Regions from separate parts of the Triticum aestivum genome. Here region 2 is linked to region 1. Evidence: chromatin contacts called from public Hi-C data. All regions are on one chromosome and are shown on one strand. The core of a region is the stretch at or near the end of the contact, and the rest is flanking DNA. Distances in the headings are between cores, read along the strand shown. Region 1 holds the start of LOC123042223 (cyclin-P1-1). Region 2 holds the start of LOC123046853 (peroxisome biogenesis protein 22).

Evidence for each region. A called contact is a pair of places that touch in the nucleus more often than the background predicts.
Region 2: a Hi-C map of leaf shows a contact between it and region 1, with 4 times the contacts expected there. The contact joins the promoter of LOC123046853 here to the promoter of LOC123042223 in region 1. A contact is called at or near these places in 3 of 5 Hi-C or Micro-C datasets (all in leaf).

Annotation. Positions count from the first base shown.
Region 1 is chr2B:706,221,770-706,229,398 of IWGSC CS RefSeq v2.1, reverse strand. It overlaps LOC123042223 (cyclin-P1-1), which reads right to left and starts at 3,316. Exons shown (of 2, transcript XM_044464721.1): 1 at 2,823-3,316; 2 at 1,587-2,074. The coding sequence starts at 3,205. The coding sequence ends at 1,723.
Region 2 is chr2B:706,430,500-706,438,128 of IWGSC CS RefSeq v2.1, reverse strand. LOC123046853 (peroxisome biogenesis protein 22) reads right to left here and starts at 4,104. Exons shown (of 9, transcript XM_044470284.1): 1 at 3,749-4,104; 2 at 1,248-1,478; 3 at 1,119-1,166; 4 at 964-1,020; 5 at 782-883; 6 at 504-569; 7 at 302-403; 8 at 100-222. The coding sequence starts at 3,898. The coding sequence ends at 109.

The DNA.
Region 1 (7,629 bases), core at 2,067-4,566:
CTAGGGCATATTTCCAACCAAAGAGTAGAGCGAGTACAGAGAAGGTACAACAGATAGCACATACATATACATGAGAAGTTGTGGGCGTGGTAGCCGAAGCAACTTGACAATGGATTCTTGTCCCGAACAAAAGAAAAAACCACAGCTAAACCACCAACCCAAGGTAGAGGGGTAAGTCGAAACCAGCATGGCGTCGATCCTCTCCAAAGCCAACACCGGGCTAGGTGGCCTTATCAGTGGATGGCTCTTTTGTCAAAGAGACCGGGTTGGCGGGATCGCACATGATATTAAGAGATTCAGAGGGAGTTGTTATCTTCCCTGCACATCGCTATTTTTTTCATTGCAAAGATGCCCTTGATTCTGAAATCAGCGTCATCTTGGAAGGAGTATCTTTCACCTTGCAAAGATCTGATCTTTCTCTTATGATTCAGCTGATAGTTCAATTGTGGTGGCGGCGTTGACGGATGACTCACTTCACAGATCTGCCTATGGAAACCTTATGACGGAAATTAAGAAATTTCCGGAACCGTGTGGTTTTATTTCGAAAAAGATTGAACGTCATCAAAACAGTGTTGCTCATATCTATAGAGATACTAAGCTCCCTTAAATTGAAGCGCTCTGGTGCTTTGATGGTTGTGGGGGTCACTAAGGCCCCACGCATAAGTGTGTTATTTAGTTTTATTTCTTCTTCTCTTTTATTAGTTTTTCTTCATGCTTTAATTCATGAGCATTTATTAAAATTTATCTATTTTAAAAAACATAAAAATATTTTTAAAATATTCAAATTCATTAGTATTGATTAAATTTGTGTTCATATTTTTAAAGTCACGGTCATTTAAACTTGTGAACATTTTTTAAATTTGAAAACTTTTTATTTTGTGAACATTTTTTAAGCCATGAATATATTTTAAATTCATGAATGTTTATAAAATTCATGGTTTTTAAAAGTATAATATTTTTAAAGTTCTTTAAACATCATTTAATTTAACTAACCTTTTCAAATGAAAAAAGATAGGCGATTTTTTCTAAGCTAGCAGTGGGGTGAGGGAAAAAATTAAACGAGCGAAAGGTGCAGGAAGCCAAGCTGAGCGAGCAAGAACTTCGTGTACTGGCCCATGTGAGCGTGACTGTAGCAATTACATAGGTTTAACATGAAATAAGATCTCCCAAGATGCTCAAACAATCACCAACGGGCTGACACTAAGGCCAAAATGTGTAAAGATTTCACAAATACGCATAAAATAACTTCTCTCTTCTTTTGAAAAAAATACTCCAACACCAACCCAACACGATATACGAACAAAACAACATCACCAATAAAAAACTAAAACACAAAGCCAACACAGATAAAATCAAAACAAAACAACTGACCACAATAATCTATAAATATAGAAAGGTTAATTTCACGAGTGAAGAACTAACGCGCGAGTCTCTAGTTCTAGCTAATATTGGTCGTTTTGCAGGTAGCACCGCATGTTGGTTGCCCCAAGTTTCAGGCAGTATCTCTAGTCTTATTTTAGCTGACTGTAATACTATTATCGAGGAATAAAACCCTTTTCTATCCAAAAAAAAAACACCGGGGACTCTGAAAACACGGTACCGGATTTAACTCCAGTCTTAGTGCATTCCATTCAACGTCCATACACATCGAATCCGAGCAGTACGTACACAGTTAGTTAATGTGCACATCGATCGCTGTACGTGGCCTAGCCCAGAAGCTAGCTAGGAGTACCGCGACGGTGCCTGCGACGACGAGTGCCGCCGCCCGCCGTTCGCCGCCGGCGCCTGCTGGCTCCAGTCGTACCGCAAGACGCCTTCAGGCAGCCGCGTGATCCGGTCATCATCGTGGTCCTCCTCGTCGCCGTCGACCCTTGAGGGCTCTTGATCCGGCTTGTTGGACGTGTCGTGGCGGTCGTCGGCCTGCTGCTTGTGGAGGTGCGCGCGGTAGAGGTCGTAGAGGCGGCGGCTGAGCATGACCTCGAAGTCGAGCACGCCGAGGAGCTCCAGCTCCAGCTTGTTCATCTCCGCGTTGCTCACGCCGCCCACGCGCGCGAAGAAGGCGTTGTCGTGGTGGCTGCACGCGTGTCAACATCCAACACAGGGTTCAGCTAATCAGTTTACTTACACTTATTGATTTTCACCATGGAACATGCGTATGTAAAAAAACGCCGAGCAAAATGTAATTCATCCTGATCAACGTCGCAACAATCACGCCGTATATCTCCGCGATCTATCTGATCAAGACGTTCTTTATGTATGCAGGTACCTGTCATGTACTGTACTTTGAAAAGTCTAAACTTTTGTTTGACGACGACATAATTAAATACGGATGGATCATGCATGGAGCGCTACACACATAGGCAGTGTACGTACTACACCTACCAGTCGTTATTCTTGAGTGTGTGGTAACACCTAACCGACTGATGTGACAAGGATTAACTGATCGAGCACAGGCAAAATCGTACACGCCCTTTCCCTTTCTTCCACTTGAATGAAAGTGTCTCACTGCCATACAAAGTACCACTAGTATTCTCCATTGCCGTCTCTAGATTTTGATCTATTTATCGTGGCCATGTTTTTCCAAAACTAGCTGTGGCAATGTTTCTCCAAAGTTTGTTGTGGTCATGGTTGGTCTGGATCCCTAGCTCTGCCCCTCGGTCGTACGGCACTATCTTAGTAGCTAGTAGTACATCATTAGTACGTGATGGTTATGCTTCTTTGGCTGTTCTTGTCTAGTTTGACAGCAATGGTGATAGAATTCCTACTCTGTTCTTGCTTTGGTCGTCGAGTAGCATGGAAGGAAGAAGAGAAAGAAAACTTACAAGTCGTCGAGGACCTTGGAGGCGACGAGGAGGCAGGCGAGGAGCAGCCGGTGCACGTTCTTGGACGCAACGGCGGCCGCCGGGCGGCGGTGCGCGGCCCGGTCGACGTACGCATAGGCCACCACGTAGCACTCGGGCTCCAGCGCCGCGTAGCGATGCACCCGCTCCAGGTACTGCGCCACGCCGATCCGCGGCGGCCCCGTGCCCTCGAACGCCGCCATCCCGGTGATCCCCTCGGCGCCGCCCTGCTCCGCGTCCAGCAGCAGCAGCGCGTCGTTTCGCGCCACGAGCCGCTCCACGGCGCGCGCCACCATGCTCAGTTCTGGCGGCGGAGGGGTCGGCGGGGAGGAGAGCCCGCCCGCTGCCACGGCCACGTCGCCCATGTTGTCGGCTCGTCGCACGGTGCTCTCGGCTGTCTCGTGCTGGGTGGGTGGGGGCGTCTGCCGGCTGCCGGTTCGCTTGGCGGTGGTTTAGCCGCGGGTGTGGGCGCGGCTGACTGGTGCAGCTTTCTCACGATGTCGGCCTCCCAAAGCTGGGTGGAGCGGATATGGTGGGGTCGCGCGCGAGACAATTCTTTCCCGTTTCGATTCGATCCCGACCGGAGAAAATCCTTCATTTCTTTCCCTTTCCTTTTTAGGCATGTCTTACAAGTTCTCTTGCTCCCCACCACTGGCTGGGTTAGGGCATCTCCAGCCGCGCCCCCAACAGGCCCTCCTCAGACGATTTTACCGCGCCGGAGCCAAAAAAAAGGCCCCAGTCGCGCTTCCAGAAGCTCGTTTTTCGTCGGCTCGGGCCAAAACTGGTGTCGGCGGACCCAGGCCGAACCCGGCGCCCTGGGGAGGGGCTTGGGGAGCCGGCACAAGCGAAAAAGGCGCGTGGGCCCACCCTGGAGGCGACCCGAGGGCCTTGTTCCGCCGTTTCTTGATGCTTTTCCCTCGCATCTCTCCCGCTCGCTCGCCTTCCTCCCGCCATTCTCTTCCTTTCTCCCGCCAAACCCCCTCCCGCTCGCCACGAAGAAGCACGCCATGCCGCCGAAGAAGTACGTCATGCCGCGCGCGGCGGCAATCGCGGCTGGCGCTGTGGCCCAGCCGAAGCAGAGGAAGCCGAGGGCGCCGCCATCGAAGCCACCGGGCCTGTCGAACGCCGAGTGGAGGGTGGAAGTTCAGCGGCGCGAAGCAGTCACCATCGACAGGCGGAACAAGGCCATAGCCAAGAAGATCCGCGACAACGCGGCGCGCGCGGCGGCGTCTTCCTAATCGGCCGACCAGGCGGGGATGAATCCACCCGTCGTCAGCCACGCCCAGTACGCGCCTTGGGGACAGTAAGGCGCCGGATCTCCATGGGGTTCATCGTCGCCCGGCTACGCCGACGGCGACGCGCACGGTGGGTTCAACCCAAACATGACCTTCCCTCATGGTCACCCCGCTACGCGCACGCCCTCGCCCGCCTTCGTCGGTGTGCAGTACCCTCCATACAACTACTCACCGCCCGCCGCCTACGCGTCCACACCGACGCCCCATCTCTACCGCGGACCGCTACCCTTCTCGCACCTCGGCGACGCCGACGACACGGGAGCTGACATGGAAGACATCATCGCGACAGGATCGACCGCGGCCGCCGCGTCTCCCGGGTTCGCCACCCAGGACGAGGTAGTGGACCTCAGCGGCGACATGGAGGCCGAGCTCGGCTACGTCTATGGCGACGACGCGCAGGGACCCGAGGAGGAGGAGGAGGAGGAGGAGCCGGCTCCTGTTCCGACGAAGGGGCGCCAGAAGAAGAAGAAGCGGGCGGCTAGGTCCGGCGAACCGCGCATCAAGTGGGCGTCCAAGGAGGAGGAATGCCTCGCCGAAGCATGGAAAGTCGTCTGCCTCGACCCGACCACCGGCGCGAACCAGAGCTTGGAGACGTACTGAGACCGCATCAAGGCCGAGTTCGACGAGCGAAAGCTCGTCGACCCTTACTTCAAAGGCGTCTACATGCAGCGCGGCTCCAAGGCGATAGCGAACCATTGGGGGCGTATCCAGTTGGCGTGCAACAAATGGCATGGAATCGTCGAGGAGGTCGCGGCTCGCCCGGAGAGCGGCGCCAGCGTTGAGGATCAGGTACGCACGCCGTTCGCCCGCATATCTTCGTCCCCTACGCCCGCCGCCCGCCAACTGTTCGTCCCTCCGCGCAGCTGCTGCGTATGTTCGCCATGTATCGGGGCGACAACCAAGACGCCGACTTCGAGCACCTCCACGTCTACAAGCGCATCGACAAGTGCGAGAAGTGGGCGGAAGTCCGACGTGCCCTCGACAAGGCCAAGGAGACATACAAGCCGGACGTGACGACTCCGGGCGCGTCAGAGGGGCGGTCGGACGGTCACAAATTGGCAAAGAAGGGGAAAAGCGCCGACGCGGCAACCGCGCGAGTGCAGGAGTCCATCGAGCATTGCCTCGCCAACGCCCAGGCTCGGGCCGTCCTACGCGAAGAGAAGACCGAGGCGCGGTGGTCGTCGCTAATGAAGAGCAACGCCATCAAGCTCGGCCTGCTCCGGACGAACGTCGCCGCGAAGAAGAGGAACACCGACATGGCTTTTCTGATGAGCGGGGCGGACATGCTCCAGAGCAACGACGAGAAGCTCAAGGCGTGGTACCTGGTGCAGCGCGGCCTCATCCTGAACGAGCTGCCGACGGCAACGCCGACGACGCCGACGACGCCCACGACCACACGGACGCCAAGGCCGAACGACGCCTCTACATCGCCGCCCAGCAGCGCCGAAGCCGCGCCGACGCAGCACAACACCGAAGCAGCTCCGACACCGATGAGCCCGCGCACGCCGACTCCGCCAACGCCTGGAGCCGACCCCGCCGAGTGAATCGTTGCGCACGCGAACTTGCGGCGGCGGCTCTCTGTTTTTTGTAACGCCAGACTACGTCCGATCGCCAGATTTGCGGCGTCTTTTGAGAGCGGGAACAACTAAGTTTAAATTTTCCGCATCCTGGGACCGGCGCGTGGGGGCGTGACTGGGAGCTAGGTCGCCCCCAGAGGCCGAACTAGCGCCGGCACGCCCCCAGGCCGCTCTATTTAGGCGCCCCGGGGGTCCGAACGGCTGGAGATGCCCTTAAGGCAGCAGCCGGCACACACCAAAAGCTCGAAGACCTTTTAAAAATTCTGAGTTATACACAACATAGATTTACCATGTCACACAAATTCAAAAACAAATTAAACCCACAACAAAAGTTCAGTTGCACTGGTACACCAGGGTTGAAAACCTCTCTAAAGCCCCTGCAAAAAAAACTCTCTAAAGTCCTCGAAAGGTTCTGAAACAAATCGGGCGTAACAACCGAAAGCACCGCAAACATGTAAAAGTGGAGGAAGTGTAACATTTGTGTGGCAGCTATAGCGACGGTACGAAAATTTGCACCCAAGCTTCAAGATTGGACTTGAAGATCGAGCATGAGCGACGCCAACGCTAGAGGAGGATATCCACAACAATGTTGCGACCGGCATAGCTCTTGAATGGGCGCTCATCGCTGAAGACCCTCCTGTTCCTCTTTTTTTTCAGATTTCCCGAAAGAAAGAGATGATCACTATCGACTTGAGCTTCTCTACATAAGACACAGGCAGCACAATTGTACAACCTGGCATCACCCACAACCCGGCATCGATGTAGTAGACATGGGCAGCACAATTGTACAACCCGGCATCAGGATTAGCCCACAGCCTAGCATCAGTGTAGTATACATAGGCAACACAATTGCACGAGGGGGGGGGGGGTCCAAACTGCATATGAGCACATGATCTCATCGGCAGAGTAGAACACTCGACTTGGTAACAAGATGTTTCGTTAGAGTGGCCAATGCAATGTTCAAGTAATGGTTTATTTTTGTTCCTCCAATTTGTGGTAGAATGTTAGGCCCTGCTTTGGAATGCATGATCTCTTCGGCACACCACATCATGTGGATTGCTACTTCGATTCAAGAAGGCTGGTGATCGAGCAATGTATGTCGTGCTGGCGAAGAGTCTGGCAGAGGCGACCAAGGGCGGATGTTAGTTGTGTAAGGCATGTATTTAAGGGGAGGGAGTTAGGAAGAGGACGAGGGGTGAAGAGGTGGTGGTGCCAAGAGCAGTAGTGGGGACGAGGTTTGAGATGGTGGGAGCAAGAGCTGGAGGTGAGGATGGCGTCACTGAATAAAGAGGGGGGAAGTGTGGTGCCCAACACCGACTGCATCTTGTAGATGCAAGACCCGTCACTAGAAGGGGAGAGGCTGAGAAAGCGGTCGGTAAGAGATTGTTTGTAATATCATCGTCAGTGAGATATGGATGGATGGAAGGTTATCTTCTTATTTTTTGCTTGATGGATGCAATGCAGTGAGGGAAGGCAACCACAATGGAGGGATAAGGACCACAATGGTTGAGTCAAGTTAGTTTTGCCCGACTTAAAAAAATAATTTTATTGGAAATAATCATAATGGTGAGCATAGATTGGACTATACTAGGCCAAACCAAACAAGATCACGGCCTGTAGTTGCAGGCTTATAAATCTTTGCTGGGTACTACAACTGATACCCCCCCCCCCCCCTCCCTCAACTTGACACTTGAGACGTTCGATTAACACAAACAAGTTAGAGATTGAGGAAGCAGTTGACGCTTGGGTATACCTTCGGTACCCTCGGCTCCTGCTGTCATCTAATCGCGAGATTTATTTTGCGCATATCTGCACATACATCTATGATGATGCAGTTTTAAGTTAGACCAATCTATTTCTTTCTGAATTATTACAATCTTTAAGCTAGATGTTATCATTGTTTTTAACTGTGCACAT
Region 2 (7,629 bases), core at 2,855-5,354, 210 kb before region 1:
GCTCTCACTTTGGTTATATAAGATGCGTCGAACCAATTATTTAGTTCCATAAAAACACGCAAATGCACATGTAGATCTGTATATTAGTTCCTGTTGTACCTCACTTTGTCATCTCTGATCAAGGCCTCCAAAGAACTGTTCCAAGCTTGCAGAGCTGAAAACATTGGGTGACACCCTTTCCGTTTGCTGTGGCGAAATGTGCAGCTGATACTTGATAAACCTCTGCAATGGAGATAGCAAATCAAACCTCTGCAATGGTGATAGCAAATCAAACCTCTGCACTGGTGCATTTGTGACTTACAGATAACTGGTGAACAATTTCAGGACTCGAGTCAATGTGCCAGTCAGGTTCCAGTTGCCGGACGAAAGAGGTGCGGCCAATTTCCGTACTGCAGAAGAGAACCTGCAGATTTCAGCAAAGAGTTATATTTCAAACTCCTATTCCATATATCCAAAACTAAAGTAGTAATATATGTCTGTTTACAAGGTCTTATGAAGTTTACCTTCTCTCTCACCAAACCGCCACCGGTAAAAAGCCCAGCTTCACTTAGGGCAGACAGTACCTTTTCCTGCATCAATTCAAAGGTGTGGGGGTCAAGTTAAAATGGTCTGCTCCAAACACTAAACTAGGTAATGAAGCACATACTTGTAATAATGCAAACTCTAAATTCCAAAACAAATGAGCTGTAGTGAAATGAAAAACATTATTTGGCATGCATATGATGATGGTGCACACCATAATAAAGTAACAAGAGAACACGAGGGCTCTTTCAAGACCTACCTCACTTTCATCATCAAGAACATGCTCCATCAGATAGACATCACAAATTTTTGCAATTTCTAGAAGAACCTCCAAGACAGAAGGTCTCACTGTGACATGATTCTGAAGAAAGACAATACATCCATGAATTCATTAGTTAGTCAATAAAAAATAGCAAAATTTGCTGAAGCATTTCTGCCCACCTGGAGCTCCTCTGGAGTTGTTTCCTCCAAAATCACACCAAGTAACCGGCAGGTAACCTGAAACAGTTCTTCCCACATTAGTGAAACACATGCCTTGGTCCAACAGGATGCTCGAAATTTTGTAACAACACTAAAAGCAGTGGTTTGCACAGTACCCTTCGCCCTTCGCTCAGTTTATGCCTGACAAGCTGCTCAAGAGTCAGCTGAAGAAGAAACAGGCAACTATCAACCTCAGGGTTATTTAAACATTAACATTATTTAGAAATAAACAAAGAAAGCACTACATTTACTGGTTGGAAAAGCTGATTGATCGCTTCATGTGCTCTTGAATCTACCGATGAGCAGGCATTCGTTCCGACCAAAGCACCTGGCTGTGATCTACTGCTTGTGTTGCTAGATGATGGAGCATCCCGTCTCCGTGGCCTCCGAGGTTGCTCTGGAGGAGCTCTCAACAGTTTCCAGGCAAATACAATTGTGATGGCAATTGCAGCAAGTGTGGTAAGCGAGCGAAGCTTCTAAACGAGGAAACAGAAGAAGTACTTCAATAATTCTGGCAACAAGGACTCAAAATAACATATCATAAAAATGGCAAGTCATGGGACTTAGCACTTGAGAACCCACAAAACTTGTGATGACAATTGCAGCAAGTGTAGTAAGCAAGCGAAGTTTCTAAACGAGGAAATGAAAGAAGTACTTCAATAATTCTGGCAACCAGGACTCAAAATAACATATCATAAAAATGGCAAGTCATGGGGCCTAGCACTATAGAACCCACAAAACTTGATATATCCTTTTGTTCTAGCCAAGTAACACACAATGCACTGATCAGTCCACTGTTTGCATCAAACACTTATACTTTGTGGAATCATATCGTTGTTCAAACAGTGTTAATTTGCAATTATAGACGTCACAGGTCTTGATGTCTTGCATGAAGTGCTTACTTATGTTGCTTTGGTGTTTGAAACGGAATGTCTCATTACCAGAGCATTCCGTTTCGCTACGGACATATTAATTAATGTGTATTCAATTTATAGACACAAGTCATATAATTAAAAGAAAGATAAAATGTGAAAAAATGATGAAAGGGTTAATGATAGCTTGGCCTAGCATTGTTTACAACAAGAGAACGGCAAAGCCTACAAAGCACCAGGTCGAATATTCCATGTATACTGGCTCTCGGTAAAAGTAGAACCTCAGGACAATAGTACCACCTCGCTATGTGGCACCGATTTGTCCGGCAACCAGCGTGTCGTATCAAATACTGTATCTGATAAGGATACATTCCCGATATGTATCAGTGGAGTATCGGTGAGTATGGCAATAATAAAGTATCTTAATTTAGATACATTTCAGAAGCTTCCCTGATCCTTTCTTGTACGGCCTGGCCCGGCCCAGCAAAAACTGAGTAAGGGGCATATCCTAACCATAGCCTGTCCCCATCCCTTGTGTCCAGCCTCCACTCCGGATCCTCTTCCTCCCTGCTGTACCCACTCTTGGCGGCGCCACCAGATCTAGCAGGCAAACCGGCGACAAGCCGGCAGTGGGCTACTTGCCTCCTCCCCCTCTCAGGCTCTAGCAGCAGCACACTGGCCGCAAGATGGCGGTGTGCTCCCCGCACCCTCCCCTTCTCAGGCTCCAACAGCAGGCCAATAGCTCGCTCGTGGCAAGCCGGTGGTGGGCTCCTCGTCTCTTCCCCCCTCAGGCAACAGAAGCATCTCACCGCCATGCTCCCTGACTCCTGCCCCCCTTAGGCTCCAGCAGTAGCTCGCCGGTGGTGGGCTCCTTGACTCCTTCGCCTCTCAGGCTCAGCATCAAGGTATGCTCCAGTGCACCCACTCCTCTCCCACAGATTTCTATCTAATGGCAGTTCCCCTCCTGTAGACTAAAAACATCTCCATTTTTGTGTTCTTTTGCGCGCTGTTTCTACTTAATCTGCACCTTCACTATGAATGGGAAAAGACCAAAAACATCAAATTAATCTGCTGTTCCTAGAAGAAAACTGTTTCTTGTTGATTTTTGGCTGCTTTGCTATTGCAGTGTCCTGGCTGGAATTGCCAGAATTATGGCCCGTACGGAATGCATGCTGCTGCGTGCTGTTTTTGTTCTGAAGCAGAATGATCAGGTAATTCTGGCCGGAATGGAAGGGGTTAAATAGGTATGCTCTATTGATTTAGGACATCATAATCTATCAACTAAAGAATATTTGCCATTTGGCAGTCTGACCTTAATATATAGTAAATTCAGGCATAGCAAAAAACACCCCGTCACTATCTGCCCACAGCGGTATATCATCTCGAGATCACATAGTGGCCATCCAAAAGTTTGCATCTTTCTGAGTAACCGGCAATCCTATATAGCAGTACTGACTGATTCTTTCAGCCAAGGAGACATCAAAATCACAAGGACCAAAGCAATCCCCTGACCTTTAGCCGAAACCGATCACGCATTACCCTGAAAAATAGGAGACATGCTTTACAGTTCACCTGCGAATCCCCACCTTGTACATGCCCGAAGCTTGCGCAGCAGCTAACAAGACATTACTGAATCGATGCTTCGCAACCTAGGCACTAATATCTAGCGCAGCAGAACACCCGGTGGCCTATACACAGCTAAGAAGCATCAATGAATGAGCAATTGACTGCGCCCTTTACTGGTTCTGAAGTGTGACCTTTTTTCAGATGTACCCTGAAAAAGGGAATTCCTCAGCTACGAGGTAGTACTAGCGACAGATCATTCAGGCATCAGTTGACGGGACGGGAGCGAGGCCACAGATCCGAGCGGAAACCTGGCGGTCGAGGTCGAAGGGGAGGCGATCGGAGTAGCGGGAGAGGACGTCGACGATGCGCCGCACCAGATCGGCCAGCTCCTCGTCCTTCCCGCCCCCGGCCCGCGCCGCCGGGGACGAAGCCGCCGCGGCGGCGGACTCCGACGCCATCGCCGCCGACGAGACGGGCGGCTCAGACAGACAAACCCTAGGGGTCCCTCCTAGGCGCTCGTCGGTCGCGGCGAGGCGGGGGGGCTGAAGTGTAATTTGAGGTGGGGTTGGAGGGGGCGGTGGGCTGTGTGACCTGTGAGATGTCGGGGCGAAAGGAGGAAGAGAGAGAAAGAGGAAAAGCGGCTGCTTCGTGCTGTTTTTGTCACGACCTGGCGTGGGAAAAAAGCTCGTTTTCGCAGTTAAGGCCTTGGGTAAGGGGAGCTATTCCGGTTATACCCCGGGCAGGCCATGGGCCGGGCTTGGGAAGGCCCTACCTGAAAATGCCACGCCCGGCCCGGGACCAAAAGACGTTTTTGTGTTTCATTTAAAAGAATATATATATATTATTTTTTGAATCAAATACTACCTCGGTACACTAATGTAATACATTTTTGTAGTTCAATTCAAACTGCAAAAACGTTTTACATTAGTTTACACAAGGAGTAATAGAGATTATACACGTGTTTTCCAGAAATTACAAACAACCATATTGTTCTCCATATGTACAGACAGTCTATGCTCTGCCTCAATTAAGACACATGAGTGTACCGAGGATTGCTTCGCATGTTAGTTTGGAGGAAAAATGAGTGAGCAAGTGGTAGAGAGAAATGTATAATACTTAGGGGGGGAAACACAAGGATTGCTTCGCATGTTAGTTTGGAGGAAAATTTTCATCCACTCAACCCTCTTTGTAGAATCCCTTTGTTTTTCTTATGGCATCAAACACTCTTTTGATCCAAATTCATGTGGTTTTCTAATCCTATAGGATTCAATATGACATGCCATTCTAATCTCATGCTTTTCTTATTCCAGCATTCTGAAAGGACTCGAGGCCAACATAATGAAGTGTTCTTATCTGCTTGGTAAGAAATTCATGAATCCTAATTCTTGCATATTCTTTCCACCTAGACTTGTTATGCATAAACATAGGGAAAGGGTGTGTACGAAGCTGTGTTACGATGTGCAAAATTAGTATGTTATCTTCTCTTCCTCTCTTTATTTTCAAAACCAGTGTCATATTTTGTTGTTTAGTTAACTTATAACAATGATGGCCTATGTACAAAAATATGGAAAAAAGAAAACTTAGATTCTTATGACTTAGTCAATGAATTGAGATGAATACTTTTTTTGTAGACAGATCCATTCAAACGCAAAACTCTTCCCATAACTAATCCCCTACACATCACCATCATCTGTCCCAACTTCCCTACTCACACCAGGTCTCCAAGTTGTGGTATAAGACGCCACAGAGTGCATGAAGATAGTGTAGTCTGAGGGTAGGACCATCTACGAGGGGTGTGATATCTTCCTATTCATGTTAAAATAGCTTATGTGTGCACCTATGACTTTTTGTGTAGTTTTTTTGTTGCAATCGTTTAACTTTGCTTTTGTAATGTAACAAGCTCTGATAGTCAACAATAGCATGCTGCCTCTTTCCTAAGAGCTATCTACATATCCAATTTATCAAATAATTCGAATTCCCTTTCTTCAAGCATGTATTATAATAGGGCCTTCACTTGAATATAGCTTTTGTATCCACCTATTACATTTTTGTGAAGTTTTGTTCTTCCAAATTAAGTTGCATTTTGATTGACTGACTGCATACTGCAATTCCTAATGTTTTTTTGTGAGTTGTTAGTGCAATAGATTATATCATTTTCAGGTTTATATGTGTATCGAGTACATTAACCACTCCACCATCATGTGTTTTTTGCTTTGAAATTGTAGGTATTACCTTTGTTTTCCATTTATGCTTGGCATGCTAATGCTAATGTTGCCCTTACACATTTTTTGCATTTTCTGGACTTTTCCTCACAGGGTGAGAAATCATAGGCTTGGATTAGCTTCGACTCATGATTTTTTCTTGTGTTACATGATTCTACACAACACTAGTCTTTTGCTTACTTTTTAATAGTGTATGTTGATTGGAGCAAATGATCCAACCATCAACTAAGAGAAAATATTGTTCAATCATTCATATGAGGTAATTCATTGCCTTCAAATGTGCATATGATGTCATGTGACTCCTGCTGGTTTTACTTTCTGTTGATAACAAGGGTAAGTTATTAGGTTGGCATGCTTTGTTTGGAAACTACCATTGAATTAGTGTGTATCTTATTAGCTTTGGTCAAATCAAATTTCTTTTGTCTTCCTATTTTGAGGAGAAAAATAAGTTGCCATGTTATTAAAGCATATCCACTTCCAACTCCTCTTTTTTTGGAACAATGTTCGTATTTTTCATGCCTCTCTTTTCTAAGTTTATCATATGAAAAATTCATAGGTGTCCTTTTACACTTCAGATATTTTAGACATGTTGTTATGGCTGGCAATCTTGCTTCCACATATAACTTGGTTTGATGCAACAAAAATATACTAGTAGTTCTTTAACATGTTTGAGACTTCCGTCTAACAATGCAGATTTTTTTCTAATAATAATATTAAGGCCTACCCAGCCAATCGACGTCAGCCATCAAGCATCACACAACCATGGTCCATGAAATATGTCGTTGAGTAGTCGTTTATTCATTCAAGACCACCTTGGATGCCATGTCGTCATCAGTGCCCTAGTCGCCAAAATATGTTGGCCAATATCTCTTCTTTTTGCCGTCCCCAATTTAGGAACTACTTTGTTTCGATACTGCCAATAGATTTGTTGGCAAACGTTCTACAAGTCAATGGTCTATAGCGCCTTTATGGTGTGGTGTTGCACATTCCACAAATGTCCACTACCACAGTCTAGAGACTGGTACTAACTAGATCAGAGTTGCAATCTTAAAATGCTTTTCTCAAAATGTGCATTTTGTGTCTTATACTGAATTAGGCTCGAAAAGTCATGCAAGAGTTGTAAAGTTTGATTTAGGAAATACTTTGTTTCTGGTCCTGCCATCAGATTTCTTGATAGCCTTGCAAGTTAAAGGCCGAAGCGCCTTTATGCATAGCACATTCCACAAATGTCCGCTACTACTGTTCAGAGAATGGTACTAAGTGGACCAGGGACCCAACTTATTCAAATTGAAAGGAATACTATGTTTACGATGTAAAGAAATTATAATATGGACTTTGCTAATGATAACCATCATCAACATGCTAATTATTATGGATCTTTATGCGAGGAAGCTATTCAGTTAGCTCTATCAAATTCCCGTATGAACCAAACAACAAGACAACAAATGCAGTGTTTACTTAAGCAGCCCGATATTTTGCCAACTTTAGTTATGCTTATACCAAAAGTTAAAAATGTTTGGTTGTTACTGTTGGGAAACGTAGCATGCAATTTCAAAAAATTCCTACGCTCACGCAAGATCTATGTAGGAGATGCATAGTAACGAGAGGGGAGAGTGTGTCTACGTACCCTCATAGACCGAAAGCAGAAGTGTTTGCCAACGCGGTTGATATAGTCGAACTTCTTCTCATTCCAACCGATCAAGTACCGAACGTACGACACCTCTGAGTTCTGCACATGTTCAGCTCGATGACGTCCCTCGAACTCTTGATCTAGTAGAGTGTCGAGGAAGTAGAAGAGTTCCGTCAATACGACGGCGTGGTGACGGTTATGGTGAAGTTATCCACGCAGGGCTTCGCCTAAGCACTACGTGAATATGACCGGAGGCGTAAACTATGGAGGGGGGCACCGCACATGGCTAACAGGCGTTGGTGTGTGTTCTGGGCGCCCCCTCCCCACGTATATAAAG